Regions from separate parts of the Mus musculus genome. Here region 1 is linked to region 2. Evidence: chromatin contacts called from public Hi-C data. All regions are on one chromosome and are shown on one strand. Each heading gives the region's core, a stretch centred on a gene start, on an enhancer-like site or on the middle of the called end of the contact. The rest is flanking DNA. Distances are from core to core; before and after follow the strand shown.

Region 1 (3,440 bases), core at 75-2,574, 650 kb after region 2:
TTCATACAGGTTGGACCCAGGCTGGAACACACAGGCTAAAGCTGTTTGTCTCCACCTCATTCATCACCAGCTTTCTAAACACATTCTCCTCTCCCATCTCTAGCAGGCAGAGCCAAGATGGAAAAACAGTCCCCTCGCCAAGCCATTGAATGCAGTCAGCAGTTCTTTGAAGAAAAATCTCCCCAGCCAGGTTTGTATCAAAAGCATGTCTTTGTTTATCCAGGTTTGATTGAAGATTCAAGGATTCTGAAAGATAGCATAGAACTCAGTCTTAAGGTGGTGTAACCCATCATCAATGTTGAAGAAGGAGAGAATCCATGTAATCTTCATGTAAGGAGGCTATGTTTCCTTTCCCCTGTGTGCTAAGCCCTGTGTTATGTTCTTAGAATACGGACCTCGTAAGACACATCTCATGTAGAGTGAAACTGAGTGAGTCTTGGCCATTACTCAGTTCTAACTAGTCACTTAAGTATGAGATGAACTTAAAGCCCAAGGTATCCGTGTAACTCACGTGAGTGGGGTCCTTTCTTAGGACTTTCCAAGTTACAGCTAAAGGATAAAGATGTAAAACCAGGGATTTTGATAGGGCTAGAACTAGAAAGGCATGAGTAGGGTCAAGATCACAAAAGGCGGGGAGGCAGCACATCATTCGAAGGCCTTTCTAGACAGGTTCCCAGAAGATGGGAGAGTGGGCACAGGCATGGTGGTGGACATGCAGAGAGCAATGTTTTTCAAGGGTGTGGCCACCCTAAAACTTCCCGTCATACCCCCTCTTTTCCTTAGACTTCGTGGAGTTGAGGATCTGTCGCCCACTTTCAGTAATTCTAGCAATGAGACTTTGCTCTGTTCATTCCCCTAACATCTGCTTCTGCTATGTGTCTCAACTCAACTGTTCCATGCTTCTCTTCTGGTGGCTGGCACCAGGCCCTCTTCCACACTTCGAGGCCTATGTCTTCTGATCCACAACCCCCAGCAGCCCCTCCTGAGCTGCTGTACGGCACTCCTCCATGCTCGACACACAACCCAGCTGCGAAGCAACTTAGTGACTTGTGGAGCCGCGCTGGGAAAAGGGGGTGTGCAGAACACGTGTGCATTTATTAATGCAAGGGCAAAGTAAGCAGTGTGAAGAACCAGGACACAGATTCTCTGTCCTGGCTAAGGAATTTAATCACGGCTTGAAAAATACTGCCCTCCCACACCCACACGCTACACTTCCAGTCTCCAATGCCAAGTCGGCAAAGCTGCCTGGTCCTCCCTTGGGTGACCATCCTTCCTAAGCTAAAGGTGCCAAAAAGGAAGCTTGCTGTTTAAACCTGGCACTACTACAGAGATCCAGTGTGAGGCTCACCGAGCCCAACACTCAAGACAGGCCCTGCCTTCCCCTGATTGTTAGGATTGCAGGTATCCTCTTTCATCTGACCAGATCTGGATGCAATGGCAATGAGAGATCTGTGACAGGAACCATGAAGAGTGGTGGGGGCAGTGGCCCTGGCAGACAAACAGATGATCTTAGAGGCATCATGATTTGCCTAAACTATTTGCCAACATGTCTTCCGTCTCAAAAAAGTGTTGGCAGAAGCCCAGTGCCTTGGCTTGGAAGGAGCTGGGAACATCTGCCAGCTCAATTCTCCTTAAAAGGAGATTTCTTCCTCAAACATTGACCCAGCTGCTCCCAGGAGCACAACACACAGTCTTGAGCTCAGGGGCAGGGGCGGGTGGGGCCTGGTGTTTGGATCATGCACCACAAGTCGTTTTCTCTGCACATTCTTTGCAAACTTGGATGCATAAACTCCCTGCCCTATCTTTTCTATACCAAGACACCAAGAACAGGCTGATGCTGTTTCCATGTAAGCTGGGATGGGGACAGGTGTATCAGAGTGACTGGGATTCCTAGGGAGGTGAGGGAATAGATCGGGCTTTCTCCATTGAGGTAGGAGAGAAAGGAAGATGGATGGAGAGTAAGGGAAGAGGAAGAAAGGTGAACTGCCTTTGTATAACTGCATCAAGGTAGGCTTGAAAAAAATGCCAGGTAATTGTGCTCAAGAGTGTGGGCTCTGGTGTCTCCCCATCAGGGTACAAAGCCAAGATCTTCTCTTTTCTCACTGTGTGAACATGTATGCATGAGTCAACTTCTTTGAACTAGAGTTTCTTTAACAGTAATAAGCAGCTGCAAAGAGCTTCCACTTCCTCCAATTGCTGTGTGCCACATATGGGACACATTCACAGGTGTGCCTGGCAAACAGGAAACACTCACTCCAACCTGGATATGTCTATCACCTTACCAGAAACTTCCACAGACAAACACAAAACCCAAACAGGAAAGCTGTAGTACCTGTAGCATAATCTCCCTCATGATCTCTGCAGACAGGCTTTTAAAACATATGCTACCATGAGTCACAGGTAACAGTCTGCCTTGACCGACAAAGCAGAAAGGGATCCAGGCAGAAAAGTATAGAACCAACACTTCCCTTTCCCTTGTGAAGAAATAAGTCATCAGACTATGTCTTAAGCATATGCAGATATCCAGATATGCCCCTCTTAATCATTGGGAATCATTAAGTCTGCCCTGGACTTGCCTTGAACTTCTATAGAGAAGGTCCATATCTGTGTAAGCTAGCACTTGAAATTAAGATTTTTCTGCTATTAAAGGGAAAGGCAAACCATTTGAAAAATTCATCCTGGACAAGAACACCTCTAGGTACAGATCTGTGGCTTTTGGAATCACCCCGAATCACTGTTATCCAGAGGCAAAACTGCCTCATGACGGCTGAGCTCTCAGCAGATTGAGGCCATACCTGTAAAGACATGGCTAAGAAACCTAGATCTTCACGTAAGAGAGGGCAGACTGTAAGCTCAAGACTGGGGAAAGCCGGGTCTTAAGGACTTGATGAGACCATTGCTTCATGGACTCACAGCAGCCGTGGCTCCTGCACAATGCCTACACGAGACCAGTTAGTCATCATTCCAGCTTGGAGTGGGGGAAGTTCTCAAGTTCCCACCCTTAGATGAGGACCTATTGACAGTGGATGACTTCTGGGAGGGAAGAGTCAGTTTTCCTTCATCGGCAAATCACTCTATCAGGTGGTCCCGTACACGAGTACATGAGTGGCCCAAGTTTGACTTGGTGGATAATGAGGGGGTGGGGAAGAGGACACAAAGTTATTGAAGGCAATGGGGGAAAACAGAAATGAATATGATCAAAATACAGTGACCACATGCATGTAGTTCTCAAAGAACTGATACAAATAGTAGGTTCCGTTTCTTGTTTCTTAAAGAAATCTGGATCCCACCAGGTATAGTCGACATGCCTGCGATCCTAGCACCACTTGGAAGGCTGAGGGAGGAGTGATAGAGTTCAAAGCCACCGTAGGCTCCATTGCCGGACACTGCCTGGGAAGGGGTAGGGAGGAGAAGGAAGTGAGGATGAGGAAGAGGAAGAG
Region 2 (3,366 bases), core at 14-2,513:
TGGAGAGGGCATTACTGTGAACTCAACATTTCATTCACTGATTGAGCAAAGAACTCTCTATTCCAGGTTTCTTTGGAATCCTTATAACTTACAATGGGGAAGGAGGCTGCTAAAAAGAAGATAAAATTCCTCTGTCAAATAACTTCAGAAAGTCCTCTGATAAATAAACCAGTTTCCATTGCAGAATTTCTCAGTGTCTTTGAAAGGCCAATATATGTTATAATACACAAAGATAAACATGGTACCTTATAATTACCATAATCTTCTTACTCACAATGCATTCCCTCTACAACAAAACAATATACTAATATCTATTCTTTGGGGAAAGAACATTCACGGGGACAAAAATAGATGGATAGATGGATAGATAGATAGATAGATAGATAGATAGATAGATAGATAGATAGGTAAACCTGGGCCTTTGTTTGCAAAGATCTTATACAGAATGGAAGAATTCCAGGTCAGCATAAGTGCCATTGATGTAGGTTCTCCATATAAATTCGAAATGGTTTCTCCCTGTGTAGCCTGAGCTGGCCTCAAACTCATGCTCCTCTTCCATGTGCTTCTGACTTTTTAGTGCCAGGATTATAGGTGGGTACCACACCAACCATTTCTGACATCCATTCTCTTAACCGTTCTACAACAAGCCTGTGTTGTTCTCAAGTATCCATGAAGGTCTCTTTTGTGCCTTTGGATTAGGAGAAAGGGGAGCTCCAGGTTTTAAGGGACACTTAGAAACTTAGGCATGCTCCATATAGAAGGAAACTGAAGCAAGTCCCATAGGAAACAGAATTTCTTTCCCTAGTCTTTATTTTCTGCTTCCAAATGAACTATATTCAGAAAACTGCTTAAAAAGCTAGGGTAATCTCACCTGTGGTACTGGCCACTCAGTTGACAAGTAAGACACAGAGGTTCACATTGACCAGAGGCTTTACAAAGTTACCAAGAAGGTGACATCCAGAGTACAGGACTCAGAGTTTTATACCACCCCAGCTCTCAAAATGCTTCAAAATCCTCCTTTATGTCACAGTGGGAACCTTGTGGGTGGCTCCCCTCAAACACCCATTCTAAAGAGCAGGAGGAGATTGTAAACTGGTGCCAGGAGTGGACTGGTTTCAACCGCACAACTATCAGGCCCACCCAGGAGTCAACACAGGCTAAATTTGGGCCAAGTTTATTTTCCTTTTCCCTTTGAGTGTGAGGGTGGGAGGAGAAGACTGGAGAGGAAGTGCTGCAGACACACACAGACCCCAAGGGTGTGGGGGTCACAGTTACAGAGAAGCCAGCCAAGCTTGACACGTCATCCCTCTGCACTCACTCAGCCATAGGATGTTTACATTCCTGGTGGTCCTTAAGGATGGACTTGGAGAAGAAAAATATGGCCAGAGAAGATGCTAGGGGGAGAGACAAAAGAGTATACTTCTGTACCTAATTGTCCAAGAAAAAGATGAAGCAATGAAGTTGGGCACAATATTACATGTAAAGGACATGGATCTGACTGTCCTTTACTTCTAATAAGGCTTCTCAGAGCTATGGATTTTGTTCTCTTTTATTCAAATCAAACACTAAGAATTTGGTTACTTGTGAATAAAGTAAGGATTACATATCACATGGAAACACAGTAAGTACGCGATGATATATGTAAATTATTACATAGAATATGTGTTGTGAAATAATCTATATCATATGGATTGTCATGTTTATAAATAATATCATACATGTATAGCAGTCCAATTATGTTTGCTATGTAAAAAAATTTCAAAGGAGAGAATCTTTGGGTACGAATCAGAAGATTAAGCCTTATATGGACTGACACCATCAAAAGCTTTCTGAGAGGGTTGCACAGCCTCCGATACCTCCCCGGGATGAAGTTCCCTGTAACTGTCTAAAGTGAGCTACATGTGTACATTCAAATAAAGAATCTTTCATTTTCCCCACCACTGAAGAAACAAAATGTGAACCCTCTGATAAAGTATGGGCTCTGATAGTTTCCCACACTGATAAATACATGTGTGTGTGTGTGTGTGTGTGTGTGTGTGTGTGTGTGTGTAAAATATAAAATCCAAACAAGGAAATCAATGTCTAGCCATGTATGTAAATGTACAAGTCCTTACTTGGATGCATATGTGGCTTCCAGAGTAGAATATGCCAAGTAGTTTACAGAATGTCATTTGGAACAAAACCAAAATCATACAAAGATGATCTGCTGTTTTATTTTACATTGTCTACTTTATTTCCTAGTTGTCTTTACTGTTTGAATGTTCTCTGTCTCTCTGTCTTTGTCTCTCTGTCTCTTTTTCTCCTCCCCTCTCTCCCTGTGGTGTGTGTGTGTGTGTGTGTGTGTGTGTGTGTGTGTGTGTGTGTGTTTTACAGAAATAAAAGGAATTTGAGTTAAACCAGGAATGAAAGCAAAGGCAGATCAGACTCTGACACTTGAGCCTCCTCTTCGAGTTCTGGGATAGCTTGGCAGCAGGGCTGTTTTTCCAGCTGGGAATCATTTTATTTTCTTGCCCCAAATCCTGGACAGAGCTCATATCCAGCCAGAGGCCAAAGACCTGCTCTGTAGAAAGACATCCACACTCCCTTAAAGAAGGAATGCTATATTCAAGGATGAGCATCAGGTCTTTCTGAAAGGTAGGGGAGTCTTAAGAAGGTAGAGAGGAACTGTCAGAGCCTGATAAGTAAACAGATATGTTATGGTGTCAAAGTTTCATACTTTAAAATAAAAAAAGAAATACATTAAATTCAAATGAAATGTTGGTAAAAGTAATATGAACTAGAATCCTCTGGGTATATAGATATTGACTTGGGGGGGGGGAGGAAAAAGTGCTGCCCTGACTGACTGTACTGTGGTGGATAGTAATTGCAGTCCCAAAGATACATCTATACGTATATTACTGAATTTGCTTGCTGTTATGACAAGACAACTGGCAGGGATAACCCTTAGGGGTACAGTCTGTTCTGATAAGGATACAAAGAGCAGCAGTATGAGGTAGCTGGTCACATTGCATCTAAGTTAAGAGGCAAAGAGAAATTAGCACTGGTACTCCATTTAATTTGTCACTTTTATTCTGTGTAGAATACCCAACATATGGAATATATTGACACCTATATCCAGCATAGGTTTTCCAACTTTGGTTAAACCTCTCTAGAAACACTCACCCCACAGGCAGAGGTTTGTTTCCTATGTAATTCTAAATCCAGTCAAGTGGACAAATAAGATTATCCATCATCAATATCTACCCCTTGTCAACTTTACACCCAAACAAGTCACTTTTAAATTATAATAGTCAACTCACGACTCCCCCCAAGGTGCATGTTTATCACTTAATGCAAAATGAATTGAGTTCATTTAAAATATCTTCA

What was found. Hi-C and Micro-C count contacts between places; a contact is called where the count stands out from the background.
Region 1: a contact with region 2 is called in a Hi-C map of uterus, with 2.7 times the contacts expected there. The contact joins two enhancer-like sites. A contact is called at or near these places in 2 of 484 Hi-C or Micro-C datasets (nephron progenitors and uterus).

The regions. Positions count from the first base shown.
Region 1 is chr8:103,879,682-103,883,121 of GRCm38.p6, forward strand. No RefSeq gene overlaps it. Among named protein-coding and RNA genes, the nearest start is that of Gm32728, 160 kb to the right of the region's middle. Within about 2 kb of position 1,325, at least 17 of the 459 cell types and tissues checked have an H3K27ac peak or open chromatin away from gene starts, as enhancers often do. A contact at or near this core is called in uterus, where this site is marked.
Region 2 is chr8:103,233,353-103,236,718 of GRCm38.p6, forward strand. No RefSeq gene overlaps it. Among named protein-coding and RNA genes, the nearest start is that of Gm32531, 36 kb to the right of the region's middle. Within about 2 kb of position 1,264, at least 40 of the 459 cell types and tissues checked have an H3K27ac peak or open chromatin away from gene starts, as enhancers often do. A contact at or near this core is called in uterus, where this site is marked.